3 separate regions of the Mus musculus genome follow, and regions 2 and 3 are each linked to region 1. The links are chromatin contacts, called in public Hi-C maps. All regions are on one chromosome and are shown on one strand. Each heading gives the region's core, a stretch centred on a gene start, on an enhancer-like site or on the middle of the called end of the contact. The rest is flanking DNA. Distances are from core to core; before and after follow the strand shown. Region 1 has its middle 50 kb from the start of Gm46480. Region 2 has its middle 8.2 kb from the start of Gm35307. Region 3 has its middle 56 kb from the start of Gm35419.

Region 1 (3,736 bases), core at 1,198-3,697:
AGCTCAAGTGATAGTATGTGCTTGTGAGGGTATGTAATAGGGGGAACACTTTTCCATTGCTGGTGGGGGTGCAAACTTGTACAACCCATTTGGAAATCAATTTGGCACTTTCCCAGAAAGCTGGGAACAGTTCTACCTCCAAACCCAGCAATACCACTCCTGGGCATATACCCAAAAGGTGCCCCACTATATACCAAAGGGACACGTTCATACCAGCTTTATTCACAATAGCCAGAAACTGGAAACAACCTAGATGTCCCTCAACTGAAAAATCAAGAAAATGTAGTATATCTATACAATGGAATACTATTCAGCTATTAAAGACAAAGACATCATGAATTCTGCAGGCAAATAGATGGAACTTGAGAATATCATCCCAAGTGAGATAACCCAGACCCAGAAAGACACATACAGTGTGTGCTCACTTATAAGTGGACATTAGCCATAAATTACAGGATAACCATGCTACAATCCACAGACCCACAGAAACTTGGCAATAAAGAGGTCCCAAGGGAAGATGTGTGAATGTCGCTCAGAAGAGAAATTAGATAGCTATCAAAGGTGGATGGAGAGAAGGGAAGAGGTGGGAATAGCGGTGAGGAGGGGAATGGGGATGGTGATTAGGTGAAGGAGAGAGGGCTGGGAGTGAGAGTGGTAATGGTGGGGGTGGGGCGGGGATCTCTGGTGACTAGCAGGAGGCCTGGGACTGGAGAGGATTCAGGAGTTTATGGGAGTGACTCTAGCTTAGATTCCTACTAGAGGGTGATATAGAGACTGAAATGGCCACCTCCTGTAGCCAGGCAGGACTTCCACCCACAAAACCTTTAACCAAAGTTTTGTCCTGCCTACAAGATGTACAGGAATAAAGATGGGAGCAGAGATTGAGGGAACAGCCAATCAATGACAGACCCAACCTGCAGAGACCCACCTCATGTGAGAGAGCCAACCCCTGGCACTATTAACTCTGCTATGCTTGCAAGATAGGAACTGAGCACAACTGTCTCCTGAGAGTCTCCATCCAGCAGCAGATGGAGGCAGAGATGCAGAGACTCACAGCCTAACATCAGGTGGAGCCTGGGAAGTCCCCTGGAATCGTGGGGGATGGAAATGAGCAAGGAGGAGGACCAAGGACACCACAAGAAGAGCCACAGAGTCAACTAACCTGAGACCATAGGGGTGCACAGAGCTTGGGCCACCAACCAGGCAGCATGCAGGAACTGGATCTAGACCCCAGACCCATCTATAGCAAATGTATAGCTTGGTTTTCCTGTGGCTCCCTTAACAAGTGAAGCAGGGGCTGTCTTAGTCTCTGTTCCCTGCCAATGGATCCTCTTCCCCTACCTGAACTGGCTGGTTGGGCCTTAGTAGGAGAGGATATGCCTAGTCCTGCTGGGACTAGATACCCCAGGGTAGGGTGATACCCAAGACAGGGTGGGGGTGGGGGGTGGGGGGGTGGGGGGTGTCTCCCCTTCTCTGCAGAGAAAGGGAAGGGGCAATGGGGGGAATGAGAAGGGGAAGTGGGACTGTAAAATAAATAAATAAAAAAAAAGAATGAAATGCACACATACACAGTGGATTGACAGACTTATGATAAATGCACACAGCTGTAAACCCTGATCAGGGTTGGCTCAGAATGTTGCCACCATTTCAGGATGCTCTCTTTGCACTCCTTCCTGTCATCTCCACCCTGCCTCAGAGGCAACTGTCCTGACTTCTTGCCTAACATGGTGTATTTACATATATAACCATGCAACTGCTTTGGGGAGTGAAAAAAAAAAAGACCTTTTATTTCATTGTTAACACTGAATCTGAATTCCTGGCTGGTTAAAACGTGGCCTCCAGGTCCTTGGGGCTCAGAATTATAGATTTCCATCCAGGGCAGATCAGGGCTCAGTGTCCAGTTGACAACAGAAGCCTTAAATGCTTTCTTAGGCAGCTCATCCTTATGACAAGACAGGAGTGAAAATGGGAAGAGGGTTTGGGAAGAGAAACTGGCTGAAGGATTTTAGTCACTGAATGCACACAGACCTGCCAGGCGGCTTGTCCAGTGGGGGCGGGGCAGAGGATTTTTTTCCCCCCCAAGCCCAGGCTGGGAAGGAAGGTCCACTCTTGCGCTTCCTTCTCCATAGGTTCCTCTTTCTCTAACTCATTCTGGTTTCCATCCTCTTCCTCGCCTGCTGGGGGTGAGGCTGTGATGGGAACACTGGGCTCTGGAGGTGTTCCTTCCCACAGTGTTCTCTCTCTCTCTCTCTCTCTCTCTCTCTCTCTCTCTCTCTCTCTCTCTCTCTCTCTCTCTCTCTCTCTCTCTCTCTCTCTCTCTCTCTCTCTCTCTCTCTCTCTCTCTCTCTCTCTCTCTCGGCAGGGCTGGGGAGGGAGGGAGAGCAGCCAGCCCGCCTTGGTCGTGAGTCAGCAGCTCTCCCCTCCTACCCAGGGAGAGGCTGTGCCAAGTCGCCCGCCCTCCCAGACTGGAGCACAGAAGTCCCTAGGGACCGTGTCTGGTGGGACATGGAGAAAGTGAGAGCCTGCCGCGGGCATGCCACGTGTTCCTGAGCGTGTGCACTCCGCTGAGCAGTTCTTACATAGCCTTCCTGGGCCTTTAGAAAGCATTTGAAAGTGGTTATGTATGGGAAGGCATGGCACAAATGCAAACAAGTTAAATTGCGTCTAGAATGTATAATGCAGTTTTCAAAACGTTATAAAACCTCTCGAAGAGGGGTTTCCTCTTTTAAGTTTTTGTTTAATTCTTGTGAACAGCCTTAAATACAGTTCAGCTTTGCAGTGTGCAGGCGTAGGGAGCATAACTAATTCTGTCCCCAGGAGATTACTTTGTCTTTGGAAGCGCCATCGTTTGTACTATTTTTAGCCAAGGAACCATATGCATTTTCGAGTAAAAAGCTGTCCTATTACTGTTTGGTAGTTTGTTTTTTATAAAACCACATACTGTTAGATAATGAAGAGAAACATTTCTAAGCTCAGGTTGCATATATTGTGAATCACGTGCCTTTCCCTTCATTTTGAATAAATACATAATAAAAATCCCTGTGATTTATTTATTTTCACATAGCTTACTTGCCTCCCAAGATTCACAAGATCTATTTCAGTAGTTGCTAAAAAGTAAATTCCCGAAATCCCATATTGTGTAGAACTATCTCAGGAACTCTGTCTGAGTTTAACAAAAGCGCTGTCATAGCAACATCTGGTTATATGTAATAGAGAGTATGTTGCATGTGCATATCTAAAGAAATGTAATATGGCATTTCCACCTCCAGTTCTGGATACAGTGATACAAGTTTTAACTACTCAAAACCTTTAGTGAGGACAGTTTACTGATTAAAAATGTTCAGTAGCAGGTGTTGCATCTCACATGTTCCTCTTGTCTAAAAGATGGCTTCATTGGGGCTGGCTTACAGGTTCAGAGGTTCAGTCCATTATCACCAAGGTGGGAACATGGCAGCGACCAGACAGGCATGGTGCAGGAAGAACTGAGAGTTCTACATCTTCATCTGAAAGCCGCTGGAAGACTGGCTTCCTGGCAGCTATGACAAGGGTCTTAAAGCCCACACCCACAGTGACACACCTACTCCAACAAGGCCACACCTTCAGACAGTGCCACTCCCTGGGCCAAAAATATGCAAACTATCACAGTGTATTTGTGTGTGTGTAGATTCAGTGCTTGGCTTGCCCTGGATGTAAGTGAAACCGCCTGCCCTGAAACCTTCAGATAGGTTATCGTATT
Region 2 (3,679 bases), core at 114-2,613, 280 kb after region 1:
GTTTGTTTAAAATATAATGGGAAGAAGATCACATCTATACAATTAGGGCATAATTTAAAGGTAGGGAAAAATCCAATAATTATATGTTTAGGTAGAGGGTCAGATAAGCAGCAGCTATACAAAAGGCTCAGTGGTTAAGATGTTCTCGGTGCAATGGTGAGGACCACAGTATTGCACCAGGACCTAGGAACAGTTGGAGTCTATGCTGGCTGTAACCCCAGCTCTGCAAAGCTGAGGAAACAGGGGCTGCTGGGGGCGACCCTGCCTCAAAAGACTATGCCAAGGGTGATATCAGAGGACACCCAACACCCTTTCCTGGACTCCATATACATGTATAGCTACATGCACAGTACACATGTACACACATAGGCATGCACATACACAGATACACACACAGACACGTTCACACTCACACACACAGGAACATATGCACACAGACACACATGGACATGTACACACACAGGTATCTATATAAAGACACACATGGGGACATGTTCACAAATACACAAACACACACAGTGACACATATACACACACAGACATACACAGAGGCATATATACACCCAGACACACATACAAGGACATGTACACACATTTTCACACAGAAATGCACAATACAGACACAGACACAGACACAGACACACACACACACACACACACACACACACACACACACAACTGTTTAGAGCCAGGAATGAGGAAACTCTCATGTACCTCAAGAGGAAATGTGAGATTTTAGGGCTGAAATATGGTTACATATCCAAAATCTTAAAGTTGTAAATGCAGGCTCACCTCATAATTCCTCTGCAATGAATCTATCCTGAGGGAAGTTTTTTTTGTTTTGTTTTGTTTTTTTTGTTTGTTTGTTTGTTTGTTTGTTTTTTTTTAAGAAAACGATATTTAAGGGTTTTGGTACAAGCACTTTATTGTAGTGTTATTTATAACTAAAAATGTATCAAAACGTGTTTAAAGAATTACAGTACAGTTACAGATTGCAGAAAATTACACTCCCAAGGATATTCAAAAATTTTAAAGAAATATAAAGTTAATATGAAATGAAACCAAAGAGGCTTCAAAGCCACATGGCTTGGGCTCTTCATGTATGCCTGCATATGTCCACCCATGGGTATGTGCCACCCATGCAGAGATTGGCACAAATGGATCGACAAGTGGTTGCCAGGATAGTGAGTTTGTTAGTGGGGTTTGTAACCTTATTTGCTTTTTGTTTCAGTTTTTTTTATGAACAAAAGCTATTAGCTTTATTATCATAAATATTAGTTTTGCAGTTCTCTCTGCTACCGAGGGCTCCCCCTGCTGTTCACTTGGGAAACATGAGGGCTTGGCTTTGATAGTCCCTAATTGTGATTCCCTTTGTTTTCTGGAAGACTCTAATCTTTGGCCTAGTGGCATTCTCCATGTCTCATTAACCTTGAGTGCAAGATCTTTTAATTTGCGTATTTGTAATGATAGGTCGTTATTAGTGGAGATATAATTCTTGCACACTGATCATTTATTTGAAAGGATCACTCCCATGGCTTGTCAGATTCCGAGACATTTTCACCACTCCAAGCAGAAGCCTGTACCATTAGCCACCAGTCCCCCTCAGCCCTCCCCCGCCCCTGGTAAACAGTGCATGGCATTCAGGCATGAGCTTGCCAGCTTCAGACATTCTATAAAATGGAGCGATTGTGAGCCTGCCTGTTGCATCTGGCTTTCCTCCCTGTCTTACAGTCTTCAAGGCTCGCCCGTGCTGCAGCTGAACTTTGTTCTTTTTACCACTGAATAATATTCCGCTGTCTAAATACATCACTGCAGCCTATTTATTCACTAGTTAATAGGCATTTAGATTCTGTTTACCTTTTAGCTATTTTAATTAATGCTGTGATGAATATTCATGCGTACACTTTTTATCTTGCATCTTAAATTCCCTTCAGTGAAATGCTAATGCATATTGTTACTCGATATTTAACATTCGGAGAACCAAGTCTTTTTATCACTCCTGAAGGAGAGCGCGTACTCACTGCCAGTCACCAGAGAGGGAACTGCCCAACTATTCCAGAGTGACTACATCATCCTGCATCAAGTGGAATCTTTCTGTGGTTTGATTTGCATTTGCTAATGACTATGGGTTTCTTGTAGGTGCTTTTTGGCCATTTGCACATTTTCTTTGGAGAAATGTTTATTTATACCCCCTGTCTCTTTTTAATTAGGAAATTTGTCTCTTTATGGTTGAATTGCAGTCATTTTCCCTCCATATCCAATGCTAGACTCCTGCCAGGTATGTGATTTATAGATTTTTTTAAATATCCTATGATTATTTTTATTATTTTGAAATATTTTTAAAACAAAATATCTTTTAATTATTAATCAAGTCCAAATATCTCAGTCTCTTTTGTTGCTTATGCTTTTGGTATCACATCTAAGAACTCATTGGCTGAGTCGCAGGACACGACATTTTCCAGCTGTGATGCCTTCGGCATCTCATGGCTTCAGTTCTTACCTTTAGGTCCACATGCACTCTGGGACTATCTCATTTTAGCATTTGACCATGGTGAGAGGGAGTCTCACCTTCAAGTATGTTCTACTCTTTCAGCACCATCTCTCTGTAAGCATGGCATTGCCCTTACTGAATTGCCTCCATCTCTTTATTAAAAATAAGTGCGTGCATTCTGCATCTCAATCCTATCTGGTGACCAAAATGACTGGCAAATTTCCAACTCAACCTTTGGACTGTCTGAAACTTTTATGTGAAAAGGCAGCTGAGATTTTGGTAAAAGAACAAGGAAGGATCTATGGACACAGAGTTATAACATGGAATCCCAAGTCTGTGAGGACAGACAAGCTAACATTATTTATGCTCTTTCTCTGAGTGGTGTTTTGCAATTTCCTTGTATATAAGTTACCATGTTAAATCTATTTCTAAGTTCTTATTAAATGATCATATAAATAAAATGTTCTTAATGTTATTTCCTGAGTATGCATTGCTGGTATAGAAAACTGTAAATTCTTCTCTGCACAGTCTCTGCAGCCATAAGGCTACTGAAACAGCTTTTGACCATAATAGAGTTTTGTGGTTTCTTTAGCATTTCCTATTTCAAATTAAGCAAACACAGATACACGTATTGCTTCATTTCTAGTGTGGTGTTTTAAAATATAGTTTTCTCCACTATTGCTGTGAGTCAAACCTCCAGAACTATTTTCCAGTCGAAGGGAGACGGTTTTCAACTTCTAGCATCAAACATAATGTTACATTTTCTCCTTTACTTTATTTTATGTGTACTGGTGTTCTGTCTGCATTGTGCATGTGCATCAGTGGATGGAATACTCATAGAATGCATTGGCTCCCCTGGGCCTGGAGTTACAGACAGTTGGGAGCCAAAATGTGGATCCTGGGAATCAAACACAGGTCCCAGGAAGAGTAGCCAGAACTCTTAGCTACTGAGCCATCTCTCCAGCCCTATGAAGCATAATAGTAACTGCTTATATTTATTTGGTGTAAACCAGAATGAGAGAGTTCCCTTCCATTCTAATGTATTGGATATTTTAACAAGAATAATTTGTATTGTGGATGTAATCAGATGCTTCATGTATCTATTGCATGGACTCTTTCCTTCTGTCTATGAATGTGGTGTCTTAGTTTCTGTTCTATTGTTGTGACAAAACATCATGACCAAGACTT
Region 3 (3,728 bases), core at 611-3,110, 470 kb after region 1:
CAGAATGTAGACAATAGCTTGATTCTAAGTCTAGTTAGTAAAAGAACAGTAATAGCCTCACTCCTAGAGCCTATGGACTCCCTAGCTACCAGTTATTGACCAAATTTATAGTACCAAGTACGCATTTCCTCATGAACTGGTTAGTTACCCCCATAGCATTCATTCCACTATTACACCCATGGGCATACTATTGTAGTTCACAGATTTTGCGGTTGGATAACACTACTAATGAATATTCTCCCTCATAAAGTGCCTAACGGTACTAGGAACACTAATCAGCATTGGGAATTCTTGGTCAGTCAGTGCCAACTTGATTTCTCCATGCCCTGTGACTGATGTGAATAATGTCTTTAGCAACGATGTGTCACGGTCAAGTTCTGGTGGGCAACTGAGAGCATGATACCCTGAATTGTTTGGGTTTCTCTGGGAGCCCCAGAGGTATAATCTCCACCCCTCTCCATTTAAATTTCTCTCCCCACCATTCCCCTCTTTCTTTCTGTCATCACCTGTGTACTATTAGTCCTCTCTCAATAGTTTTCTTCCTCCTCCTCACTAAAAGCCCCTTGATATTTTCCTGGGTTCTACAGATACTCCAAATTAAACACACATCTAGAGATTCAATACTGGGACCTCCACATGAGTGACAATGTACAGTGTTCTCCTGGTTCTGGACGGCCTCACTTAGAATAAATAAGTCAGCTGTTCTCATGTGAACTCTCAAGTCAGAGTTTAGGTGAGCTGTGGAACATGTTTTCAGGTTGGATTGTAAAGAAAAGGATAGGTGTGTGTGTGTGTGTGTGCGTGAGCATGTGCCATATACCATGTAAAAGTGTCAAGTATGTCAATTAAATTCTCAACCTCACAAATCTTTTAAAGAAAGCTCACTCTCTCTCTCTCTCTCTCTCCCTCTCTCTCTCTCTCTCTGTGTGTGTGTGTGTGTATGTGTGTGTATGTGTGTGTATGTGGGTGTGTATGTGTGTGTATGTGTGTGTGTGTGTGTGTTTGTGCACTTATGAACATGTGCTTTTGAACAGATGACACAAATGCATGAAGTCAGAGTGCTTTAGAATCACAGAACTCTGGAGAGTACAGTATTTGGTTTTGTCTAGTTTAGTCAGGTTCTCACTATCCAGATCTTGCTGACCTGCAACTCACTATGTAGACCAGGCTGGCCATGAACTCATAGAGATCTGCTTGCCTCTGCCTCCCAAATGCTGAGATTAAAATGCAGGACACTGTGGGTGGCTTAGATTGAGATATTTTACAGATGATCTCTCTCACTCACCGAAAATTTTGGCTAGAGAAACACAGGAGTGTCACAGCCCAGGTGAAGTATGTAGTTCATGCTAGAAGGTCCTAGAATGGAGATTGTTTTAGCTGGAGAGATGAATCAGCTGTCAGAGGATCTGAGAGAGCCACATGCAACTCCAGTTCCCAGGAGTCTGATGGTCTTCTCTTGCCTCCAAAGCTACTTGCATGCCTGTGGCACACATAAACACACAAAAAAATAACATACACAGATATATCCAATAATATACACAAATACATGCACAGAAGATAAAAAGTACATCTTTTGAAAAAGAATGCACTGTTTTGTGGCTTCTCTCCACGCCCCATCTGATGACTTGGCTCTTTTGTTCTTACAAAGTCACCAGAATAGGTCGCCCTCTGCTGAGCTGAGTCTGCTAGGGAAGGTTCTGCATTCACGGGCACACTCAGCTCCAGTTGGAAAGATCAGAGCTGTAAACTTTGACTTCGGCAGTTGAATGAGACATTGTTTGATGGAACTGTGTGGGCAGGGAGTCTAACAAATAACCAGTTGCCAACTCTGAAGCAAGCATGCTCTCTTTATCGCCCGATGTAGTTCTTGACGTAATGAGCATGGCTTCCAATTTTCCTTGCAAATGGGTACACTGGTGACCATGGTAACTGGCATGCTCAAAAGATGTCCTGTGAAGGCCTTTGAAAGGCTACCGACATTTATATTAGGCGGGCATAACCATGCCAACGAGTGCGTAAGAAACACCCAACTAGACAGTGCTCCTCAGAACCGAGCAGTTTCGAAATAGCATTTGTGATTCTCGTTAAGTAGAAATGAATATGACTCCATTAGAGAGGAGAGAGGCAGAGTATTTTATGTACAGCTGTGTCTTGAGGCAACATAGAGAGTACTCAAACAACAACTGCCCGTGACTGTAAAGTCTGCCTTTCACTTCTTATGCTCATTTCATCCCTGTCCCCTCCTCCCTCTCTTTCTTTCTTTTGTGTAGGTTTTTCAGAACTTAGTCTCCGGTTCCAAAGCTGGCCAGCACAGTGGTCTTGCCTGTTCCTTCACATGCCACTGGGTAGCCCTTTTATATTTAAAGCATCCTTGGTTTGTTGGTATGCTACAGCTACACTTGTGCAAAGCAGATTCTTTCTCTCCGTTCATGAGGAAAGGCAGAAGGCTAGCGGATTAATACTACCAGGGAGGAAATTAAACTCTTAAGACTCGGTGTCTACATATAATGAGATTCTAAATGTTAAAAAGCAGGAGGGATGAGTTGTGGGGTTTTCATGTGGCTGAAGAGAAGAGGATCTATTATTAGATTCGGGGTGTCTCTTGGGACAGTCTTTCTTCGGGTCCCCACCTTTTTTGAAAGGTGGTTTGTTTCTTTTTTGAAAGGATAAAAAAGGGATCTGGAGAAGGGAGCTGGTGAGTCTTTCTGATGAGAGACATGGGGAATTGAAGAACAGAATGATATGGCTAATTTTTTTGAGCCATTAGTCAGCATTTTGAGCTCATATCTTCCTGAGTCTGTTTCAGCTCTTTAACAGGTCAACCTACACATTTGTCTTTTTGAGAATTTTACACATGAGTACTGTAGTGACATAATTTCTGCCACCCCGCACCTCCTCCCATGTTGCCCAACTCCCTCTCAAATTTATAATTTCTTTTTTAATTATTGTCACTGCTCACACATATATGTGCTCAGTTGTGTTTTTATGTAAATACAGCCTGCTGCATTCATTTACTGTTGTTTGTGGATGAGAAAAAAAATCTCATGACGTGTCACCCCTAGATAAAGAGCTAAGGGCTATGGATGGCTGTGTGCATTTCTTTCCTTTTTATTTTTAAGATTTGTTTTTATTTTATGTGCATAAATACCAGCATTTATTTATGTATATATATACCATGTCTGTGCCTGGTGCCCAGAGAGGCCAAAAAACAGTTTTAGGTTCCCTAGAACTGGGGTAATAGTAGGTTGTGGACCACCATTTGGGTTTGGGGAAAGGACCTCATGACCTCTGCAAGACTAGTAAGTGTTCTGACCACTGAATGCTCTCTCCAGCCCCCATATCTCCCTCCTACTCCTCTTCTCTTTCTCCTCTTCCTCCTCCTCTTTATTCTTATCCTTTTCTTATTCTTCCTCCTCCTGCTCCTCCTGCTCCTCCTGCTCCTCCTGCTCCTCCTGCTCCTCCTCCTCCTCCTCCTCCTCCTCTTCCTCCTCCTCCTCCTCCTCCTCCTCCTCCTCCTCCTCCTCCTCTTCTTCTTCTTCTTCTTCTTCTTCTTCTTCTTCTTCTTCTTCTTCTTCTTCTTCTTCTTCTTCTTCTTCTTCTTCTTCTTCTTTTGAAATTAGGTCTTCCTATGTAGCCCTGGCTGGCCAGGAACTCAATATGCAGAACAGGTTGGCCTCAAACCCACAGAGATCTACTTGCCTCTGACTCCTGAGTATTGGGATTAAAAG

Evidence for each region. Hi-C and Micro-C count contacts between places; a contact is called where the count stands out from the background.
Region 2: a Hi-C map of cerebral cortex shows a contact between it and region 1, with 2.1 times the contacts expected there. The contact joins two enhancer-like sites. A contact is called at or near these places in 1 of 15 datasets of contacts at CTCF or cohesin (large pre-B cells), 4 of 484 Hi-C or Micro-C datasets (the N1E-115 cell line, bone marrow-derived dendritic cells, bone marrow-derived macrophages and 1 more), 9 of 115 datasets of contacts at active chromatin or transcription factors (astrocytes, bone marrow-derived dendritic cells, bone marrow-derived macrophages and 4 more) and 1 of 9 other capture datasets (adipose tissue).
Region 3: a Hi-C map of cerebral cortex shows a contact between it and region 1, with 1.6 times the contacts expected there. The contact joins two enhancer-like sites. A contact is called at or near these places in 2 of 484 Hi-C or Micro-C datasets (cerebral cortex and nephron progenitors), 3 of 115 datasets of contacts at active chromatin or transcription factors (bone marrow-derived macrophages, embryonic basal ganglia and stem cell-derived neural progenitor cells) and 1 of 9 other capture datasets (embryonic stem cells).

Annotation. Positions count from the first base shown.
Region 1 is chr14:61,755,179-61,758,914 of GRCm38.p6, forward strand. No RefSeq gene overlaps it. Among named protein-coding and RNA genes, the nearest start is that of Gm46480, 50 kb to the left of the region's middle. Within about 2 kb of position 2,448, at least 129 of the 459 cell types and tissues checked have an H3K27ac peak or open chromatin away from gene starts, as enhancers often do. A contact at or near this core is called in cerebral cortex and embryonic basal ganglia, where this site is marked.
Region 2 is chr14:62,041,203-62,044,881 of GRCm38.p6, forward strand. No RefSeq gene overlaps it. Among named protein-coding and RNA genes, the nearest start is that of Gm35307, 8.2 kb to the left of the region's middle. Within about 2 kb of position 1,364, at least 29 of the 459 cell types and tissues checked have an H3K27ac peak or open chromatin away from gene starts, as enhancers often do. A contact at or near this core is called in cerebral cortex and embryonic basal ganglia, where this site is marked.
Region 3 is chr14:62,224,996-62,228,723 of GRCm38.p6, forward strand. No RefSeq gene overlaps it. Among named protein-coding and RNA genes, the nearest start is that of Gm35419, 56 kb to the left of the region's middle. Within about 2 kb of position 1,861, at least 47 of the 459 cell types and tissues checked have an H3K27ac peak or open chromatin away from gene starts, as enhancers often do. A contact at or near this core is called in cerebral cortex and embryonic basal ganglia, where this site is marked.